2 separate regions of the Anas platyrhynchos genome follow, and region 2 is linked to region 1. A link is a contact called in public Hi-C data. All regions are on one chromosome and are shown on one strand. The core of a region is the stretch at or near the end of the contact, and the rest is flanking DNA. Distances in the headings are between cores, read along the strand shown.

Region 1 (4,037 bases), core at 1,504-4,003:
GCGTTCTAGGCTATGTGGTTTGGCTCAGAGCACCAGGTCTACCCCCGGAGCTGAGGCAAACCATGCCACTGTGATAGGGCCAGCTTGTCCCTCCTGTGCCGTGAGATAGGAACAGGGTGGCCCAAGCTCCAGCCTTTCCCCGTATTTCAGTACTGACTCCCCTGGCAGCTGGGCTGGTGTTAATGTTCCCATGGTCATGCAGGTGGTGCTGGAGGAGCAAAGCCCCTTCTGGTCCCAGGTTCATCACCCCTCTCCATCCCCGTGGCCCCATCTTGTCCCATTTCTGCATGCTGCCCCTTGCCCAGCTCTACCTGTGCATCCCACGAGCATCTCCTTCAGCTCCCGCCTCTCCTTGCGCAGCTGGGTGAGCTGAGCTCGGATTTCCTCCTTCTCCTTCTCCAGCCGCTCCTTCTCCTCCGTAAACCGCTTCACCTCAGCCTCTGTCCTGTTCTTGCCCAGCTTGGTCTCCACTGCTGCTACTGAAAACACAGGCCACCCAAAACAGCTCAGAGAAAGGAAAAGCAGAAGGGAAAACATCTTTGGGTAGTTGCAAACAAAAATGAATGAGACTGGGGAAACTCAGGGGAGACTCAGCACCAGCCTCAGGACACAGTTCGCACCCAGAGCCCCCTGTCCACATCCCCAGCTCCCCACTCACCAGGCAGGGGCAACTTCGGCCGGTGTGCAGGTGCCAGCTGGGGACTGCCCACCACTGCTGCAGAGCCCGCGGGTGGCTCAGGGGCCATCTGCGGAAAGGTGACGTTCTGCTGCTGCGCCTGGGCTTTGATGGGGGGCGTCTGGGGCGGCAGCTCTTCGGGCTCCGGCTTCTCAGGCTGTTTCTGGAGCAGCAGATGGGAAAGGAGGTGAGATGATGTGGTGAGGAGCTGGACCCCTAATGAAGCCTGGTCCCAAACCTGGTTAAATACCTGCTCTGAGGTCTCCATCGCCTTTCCACTGGGCTCAGCAGCGTCCTTAGCCACCGGGGTTGTCTCATCCGCGCTGTCAGGAGCAGCCTTGGTGCCAGCCCTCTCTAGAGGTGGTGAACCGAGGGGTGAGGTCTGGCACGACTTCTTGCCAGCGCAGTGCAGGAAGGACTTCACCGGGGTGAGATCCAGGTACACCCTGTCTTGGTCCCCCTCCAGTTTGCTCTCACTCTTGTGTACTTCTCCCTGCAAAAGGCAAATGTTCCCCTGAAAAGGGCCCGTCTGCTGCAGCCAGCAGCACGAAGTCTCACTGGAGAGCAGCAGCATCTTTGGGCAGTCTGGGATATTTTCCATAAACATATAAGTGAGCTAACGAAATTACAACCCCATTTTCTAAGTAATTCCAGGAATTCAAGGAATATTTTCAGAGTACAGAAAGTTCGCCCACTCCTCCACTCTCCTTCGATAAATCTTTCCAGTGCTTGCAGAAGACTCATATGGGGATCTCACCCTGGTGTAGATATTTAGATATTTATTATATTTAGGATACCAGCCCCCATCTCCCCAGCATGGCCTGGGACAGCAGATCCCTATAACGCCCCACTGGAAACCTCTCACATTCCTCAGTGACTCCTCACCAGCGCCCACTTCTGTCCCTTGCAAAAGCCTGGATTTCCCCGGGGGGCTGGGAATTCCCTTCTCCCCAGGTGCTACCAACTGCATGTGGCTTTGGCAAGCCCTCTCCCTTCCCTGCTGGAGATTCCCCCTGGCTGGGAAATGAGATGCTTCCCTGTGAATCATGGATGCCCCTTGATGCAAGCCACCTGTGACAGTGACCAGGGATGTTTGCTGCACCAGCAGGAGCCAAACTCAGTCGCAGTGCTCGCTGCAGGCGGGTGTCGTGCTGGGCACCTTACCTCTGGCACATCGGGCAGCTCCACATCGTCGTAGAGCTCCTCCTGCGGCATCCTCCCCCTGGGCAGGTTGTCGATGTAGGCGTTGGGCTCGGAGTATTTTCTCTGCATTAGGCTGTGAACAGGCAGCCGGACACCCTGTCAGGAGGGGTGGCGCACTCTGCGTGGCCACGCTGATAAATTTTGGGGTGTCTGTGCACGCAGTGCCGCACCCCCAACCCCACTAAGCTGGCTTCCCAAAGGCCACCCGGGTGCATGTCCCTACTCCCGTGACAACAAGTGCTCTCCTGCCTTGCACTGAGCTTTCAAAGAAAGCCCCTGAGCTGCACCCACACCTGAAGCACCCCTCTCCAGCTTGCTCCCCCTCCACCAGCTCCCAGGAGCCCCACACCACCCCGTGGACGTACAAGAAGGAGTTCTTCGCAGCGCTCACGATGCAGGAGACTCTGTCAGCATCCACGTAATCATAGGTAAATTCCTCCGGGTCTGTTTTTGAGCCTGACTCGGATAAGAGGAGGCCCAGCCAGTGGCCCATTTCCTCCGAGGACTTCGCCTACGAGGTGACCAGAAAGATGTTATGGGTGGCAACAGCAGCGTCCCTGGACTCCCTTGGCAAGGGAGTTTATAAGCAGTTCTCTGGCTGTGCAAGGAGTGGAGCTTTATTTATTTTAAACCTGAGGCCACATTAAAAAAAGAAGGCAGTACCACTCTGTGTATGGACCAACTGGCAAACTGGGGAGATATATACAGGAATGCAGCTCCTCTCTTGACTCCTGACTAAAATTTGCAGTCTGCATGTTCCTTTCAGTGGTGAACAATTCAGCTCCCTTCCAAACTAAGTCTCCATGGCTGGAGATGCTGTCGGGGAGCCAGCTTTGGGAGGAAAGAGTGCATTTTCTATTTTGCACCAGCAGAGTGCAGTAACCTGATTTCCAAACACCAGATGTGCAAGGAGACACCAGCACAGTAAAGAGCCTGCGAGTTCCTTATGCCAGAGCCCCAAATCCTGTCTGCACAGGGAAGAAGGGAACGGGAGAGCTTAAAGCATGGTCAGGGAAGAACATCAAAGGGAGCCCCCAGCTATAACATGGCCAGAACCAAATTCCCAGATGCAACGAACAGCCTGACATTTTGCAAAATTAAGTGCTGAATATTGTGCCTGGAAGTCAGCTCTAGCAAATAGCATTATATACTTCCCAGTAGTGGATGATTTCTCCCTGGAGCATGATGTGGGCTGACACAGATATCGTTTGCTTTGATTTGAGGCATTAGAGCAGTAAGTACAAAGTAAAATTCAGGGCAAGTGAATCCCAAACTGGAAAGCATATTTTAAGCTTCCAATCTGTTTTATTTAGCACAGACTTCCCAGTGCCTGGGAAGCCAGCCAGCCAGTCTGTACATAGAGGCTGGTGGCCCAACAAAATGCAGTTTCTTCCATTCACAAAATGTAAATGCTCCCAGCACCTTTTCTTCACATCTGTAATTAGGCAAAATGTCTTGGACATAGACATAACCTGGATCAGAGGCTAAGCAAAAACACCTAAAAACTTCACGGCAGGCACTCAAAGTCAGTTGTTTAGCTATAAATATTCCACCCACTGGAAAAATACAGGAAATTGCTCACATTGTCCACCTCCTACCATAATCAGGCTGTCGTCAGAGAGAACTAAGATTAGAGATAAGCAGCCTAGATGCAGGCAAAGGAAAGTAGCAGATGGAGACGAATTCACTTGCGCTTTCAGAGGCAGATCTGTGATCGGTTTACTTAGGATGCACTCATGACCCACGGCTTTGGGACTCTCTGTTTTCAGAAGATAAAGTTCATAGAATCACAGAATGGTTTGGGTGGGAAGGGACCTTAAAGATCATCTAATTCCACCCCTCTGCCATGGGCAGGGATGCCACTCACTAGATCAGGTTGGCAAAGCCCCGTCTAACCTGGCTTTGAACACCTCCAGCATCAGAGGCAGCCTGGAGTACCAGGCGGGCAGGACACCTTCTAGGTGACTGTGGTCTGGTAAACCAAAGTCCAATGCTTCAGCCTCTGTTTGCTGAAGTGAAGTCTTCTCTAAAGGACCTTTAAAACATTTAGCTTCTGTGCACTGAGAGGTTTTAGGCCTGCTAAGACACCCAAACCGACCATTTAAAGATGAATGAGCTTGGAGATACACAGCCTACCTCCAGAATGAGCCGTTCCTCT
Region 2 (4,245 bases), core at 51-2,550, 140 kb after region 1:
AGCACCAATCAGAGCTTAATATTATTTCTCGGGTGCTAGCATTGACCTTTTAAGAAATTACAGAATTTATTTCATTTAATTGATTTATAATATTATACATCCCACTGTACTTACTGATGGGTTTGTGAAACATACTTTATTTCCCTGCATTTTCTCCTCATTATATACTTGAAGAGGAGAACAAGGACTGTATCTTCATTCCTTCTGTTTTATAATTACAACACTTTTCCCCCTTCACTTCCTCTGCCCCTCCTTATGTTCAATACTCCCTTCATTAGTTTCTCATTTGGAGTTGAGAAACACTAGCAGGTCAATCACATCATGTTTAGTCTATTCTGTAGCAAAGACAAATAATGGACAGGTTCCTATTTTTTTCCTCAATATCAATGCTGGAAAACAAAATGGCACAAAGCTGTATCAAAGCTGTATCGAACACAGAAAACATAGGAATTCACTCAAACCCTTGTGGGAGCATTGAGATATACCCTCTTCTGTACTGGTATTAAGTAAGGACTGCTATCATTAAACATCACATTGCAGTTGCTCTTTCCAGTTTACCTCCCTTCCCCAGCTCAGCTCTCATTGACAGCAAAGAATTTTGGCATATGCTGAGAGGTGATAGAAACTGGATATCAAAAGGTGAACTTTGCTGCAAGCTCTTCCCTTCTGGCAACAAGAACTCATGCCAACAGTGGAGGAGAGTTGCAGAGGCTACTTACTTGCTGATGTATTCCCCAGTTAGGACCTTCCCACAGGCCTTACACTTAAAGCATCCCAGGTGCCACTGCTTATCCAGAGCTAGCAATGCTTGTCCATTCTTTATGTCTCTTCCACAGCCAGCACAATCTGCAAATAAGCAAACAAATGCATTTGCTGTCAGTTACCTGGTTCATTGTTGCTCATTAACCACCCAACAACTGCTAGACTTGGTAATCAAAGGGGAAAATTATACAGCTATGCAGAGACACATCTTCTTCCTTTCCCCAGAGACTTACAGATCCTCCATGAAGATACAGTCTTCTTTACTACAGACATATTCAGCAGAGGACAGAAATCTCTATCCTGTTTTTCACACTTTGTGATTCAAAGATTGCTAGGTGAGCTTTGTACAAACTTAAGATTTTGTTGGGAAGCAGCTATGAACCATCATCCAGAAAAGTACCAGCCTTCCAAAGGAATCGGTATTTTTCTCATTTTGCTCTTTGCAAGATCTGGAGTGCCAAAGTGAAGCAAAGAAAGGAGGCCTGGGCGAGTGCCACCAGGATGCTGCAGTCTCCCATTGGGTGGCAGCAAAGCCCAGAACGTCCACCCAGCCACAGGCGGTGGCACATCCCAGCCCAGGAAGAGAGGAGAGAGCATTTTTAGCAAGGGCCTGAGGCGAGGGTGACAGCAGTGTGACAGCACTAAATGCTATATGACGGGGCATATTGTGTTCCACCTGCAGGTGTGGAAAACAGCAGCTTTCCTGGGCTCTAATAGGCACAAGCACTCTCACTTGGGGATTTTGGTACTACCCAGTAGCCCATGCTCAGTTTTTGCTGTGATTCAGAAAGACAATTTGATGGCAGACAGCAAACCTGAAGCCCGGAGCCACCGAATGCCCTCTGTCCCAGAAGATGCCACAACATCTCACGTCACATCAGAAATCTTGGGCTCAGCCCTGAGCTCCCATTCCTCTCCATTCAGATATAAGATACTCAAGAGATTTCCTGGCACGGGGCAGTTCAGTGCATGGGGAGATTTGATGAGACTGATGTGGGACACAGCAGGGAACCACCGGTGCTGTGCTGGAGCCTCGAGAGAAAGGACAGCCTGGCAGAGCAGCGAGGCAGAAAGGGAATGCCCATCAACTGGGACACGCTTAGAAGCCAGAGAGAACCTAGAACAAAGGTTTTTCTGTATTTTATTATCCCAAAACTTGGTGTTCTTTTCATGAATATCACATCCTCTCCATGTGTCTGAAACATCAACAAACAGCCTCAAACCAAGACCAGTTCCAGCTGACTGTACAGGTACAGCCCTGACACCATCATCTCCTCACAGTTTTACAGTCCAGGTAACACTACACCCTGCAAAAGGGCGACTCCAGATTTATTATCACAACTGACAATAAAAGGAGTGTCTCCTTTTGACACCCAAGGGCCTGACTTTTGTTTGCTGGATAATGGGCGAGGACAGCCCCAAATAGGCGCTGTGCATTCCTGCGAACCAGGTCACTATTTGCAGCAGGCCTCTCTATCAGCATTCTTCATGCTCTCGACTCCCTCAAGAGAACAGGCCCAAGCACCACGGTATCTTGTAATAAAATGCAAGTCACAGACCAATGATGCAGCTTGGACTTGAAAAGCAACCCTGAGATGTCCTAATCCCAGGGCTTTGCTCTAAAGGACAAAAGTTACAAATTGAAATTATGAAATGACAAGTACTGACAGCACGTAATGGATCCCTCTGCTCTTCTGTGCCGTTTCAAGGCTTCATGCCACTCCACAACGACAGCAAGGGCTGGAACAGGTCACTGAGAGAGGCGCTGGAGTTTATGAAATGGGACTGAGGGGGAGACAAGTGAACATCTGTCAGGATGCCATTGGTACATTGATCTTCCCTTTGCTTTGGAGAGGATACTACATTACATCAGGTTCCTTCCAACCTGAAGCCATGCAATACACCTACCAACTGTAACAAGAAATGAGATCTTTCCTCCCACCTCAGTGGGTGCTGAGCTGCAGCTTTAATCAGCACCCATTTCTCAGCTTCCTAGCACTCCTGCTTCTCCCTGCTGTGCCAGCTTCCACATTCCTGACCTGCGGTCCTGCCAAACCATGACACATTCCCTGTTGCAATAATCCCTCCAAAAATCTGCTGTGTTTTCCATGCTTTTGGCAGCTTTATCCAGGCAAGTTTTGCGAAGCTGAAATTTTGCAGATACGGAACCAAGAAAAGAGATTTTTTAAAGCACTTTGTAGCACTTCAGCTGAATTTCTGAAGCCAAGTCAGAATAGAAGAACTGCCTTATGTAAAAGGGCCCACCCAGTCCACAGTCTTTGTCTTTCCTGTTGCAAAAAGCAGTTACGTGGAGGAAATAGGGACCCATGAAGCATGCCCACCTGTGTACTTGCTTCCTGTAAGTCAAAGGTGGCGGTGTTGGACATGCATTTATTATTCTATAGCAACTATGACATTCGCTCACTCTTTGTGTGTTCCTTAAAGAGTAAATGAATATCATTCATTATTTCCAGTCACAGGCATACTGAACATCTAATATCAAAGCAAGCTAATAGCCCAAGTACTGTCTTACTAGGCTGAGATGGCTTTTAACTAAACCTGATTTTAATTCTAGCAAAACAGTTGGGTATGCGCATGAGAAGCTAGCAATTATCATTATTTCCCAAAATAGAGAGTAAATAAGGCTGGGCTAGGCTAAGAAAAGACCATTTATTCATCCAAATTCTACAAATAAAAGCCATTTATGACCGCAGGCATGTATGAAGCATATTAAAGCTTTTGGCTGAATGTCATCAACAGACAGCATATGCGGGCAGGATCTCAGTATCACACTAAGCACAGGCTGCATCAGCCTAAGCCATAACTACCTCATGCTGCAAAGAAAAGGGCAGTGAGATAAGACTAGTGGTTCACAACCACATGCCAGGCCAAACTTGTACTCAAAAATCTGAAAACTCTCTCCCAGAATTTTGTGTAATGGTTCGCACAGCAGTTCTCCCTCTGGCTTCACACCTGGGTCAAACAGATGGCGTCCCTTTGACCCTGAGCTCTCTCGTGCTCTCTTTTTGTCAGATAACCCACATTCCTCCCCACTCCCATCCATTTCACAGCTGGGCCAGCATAACACAGAGGAGAAGTGCAGTGTGAATGCACGAGTGAGCAGTACGGCTCCTGTACACACTTAGAACATAAAGAAAAGCCTACCACAAAATCAGTATGTGGAATTACATTTGAGCTGAAGGAAGACTTGAGGTGAGACAGTCCATGGCACTAATTCTCCTAAGAAACATGAAGTAACACACATGCTGATGTGTATTGTGGCTGCCTGTGACACCAATAGTTGCAATTCCCCACCTTGTAGCCTCCACCAGCGACGTCGACCTGCTCAGACATGGTACAGAAGAAGTGAATTTGCCCTCTCTCAGCAGTAGCTGACAGCATCATTTTTAGCCAAGCAAAAGCTCCTTGCGTGGTTCTCTGCCAGAGATGGCTAACATAACCTGTTGTGGTTTTCCTGTTCCC

Evidence for each region. A called contact is a pair of places that touch in the nucleus more often than the background predicts.
Region 2: a contact with region 1 is called in a Hi-C map of skeletal muscle, with 1.8 times the contacts expected there. The contact joins two enhancer-like sites.

What each region holds. Positions count from the first base shown.
Region 1 is chr6:32,894,223-32,898,259 of IASCAAS_PekinDuck_T2T, forward strand. It overlaps AFAP1L2 (actin filament associated protein 1 like 2), which reads right to left. Exons shown (of 19, transcript XM_038180843.2): 11 at 4,016-4,037; 12 at 2,245-2,390; 13 at 1,841-1,952; 14 at 927-1,169; 15 at 659-839; 16 at 312-479. Among named protein-coding and RNA genes, the nearest start is that of VWA2, 24 kb to the left of the region's middle. Within about 2 kb of position 2,754, at least 2 of the 8 cell types and tissues checked have an H3K27ac peak or open chromatin away from gene starts, as enhancers often do.
Region 2 is chr6:33,039,166-33,043,410 of IASCAAS_PekinDuck_T2T, forward strand. It overlaps ABLIM1 (actin binding LIM protein 1), which reads right to left. Exons shown (of 23, transcript XM_072039808.1): 5 at 720-846. Among named protein-coding and RNA genes, the nearest start is that of AFAP1L2, 88 kb to the left of the region's middle. Within about 2 kb of position 1,301, at least 4 of the 8 cell types and tissues checked have an H3K27ac peak or open chromatin away from gene starts, as enhancers often do.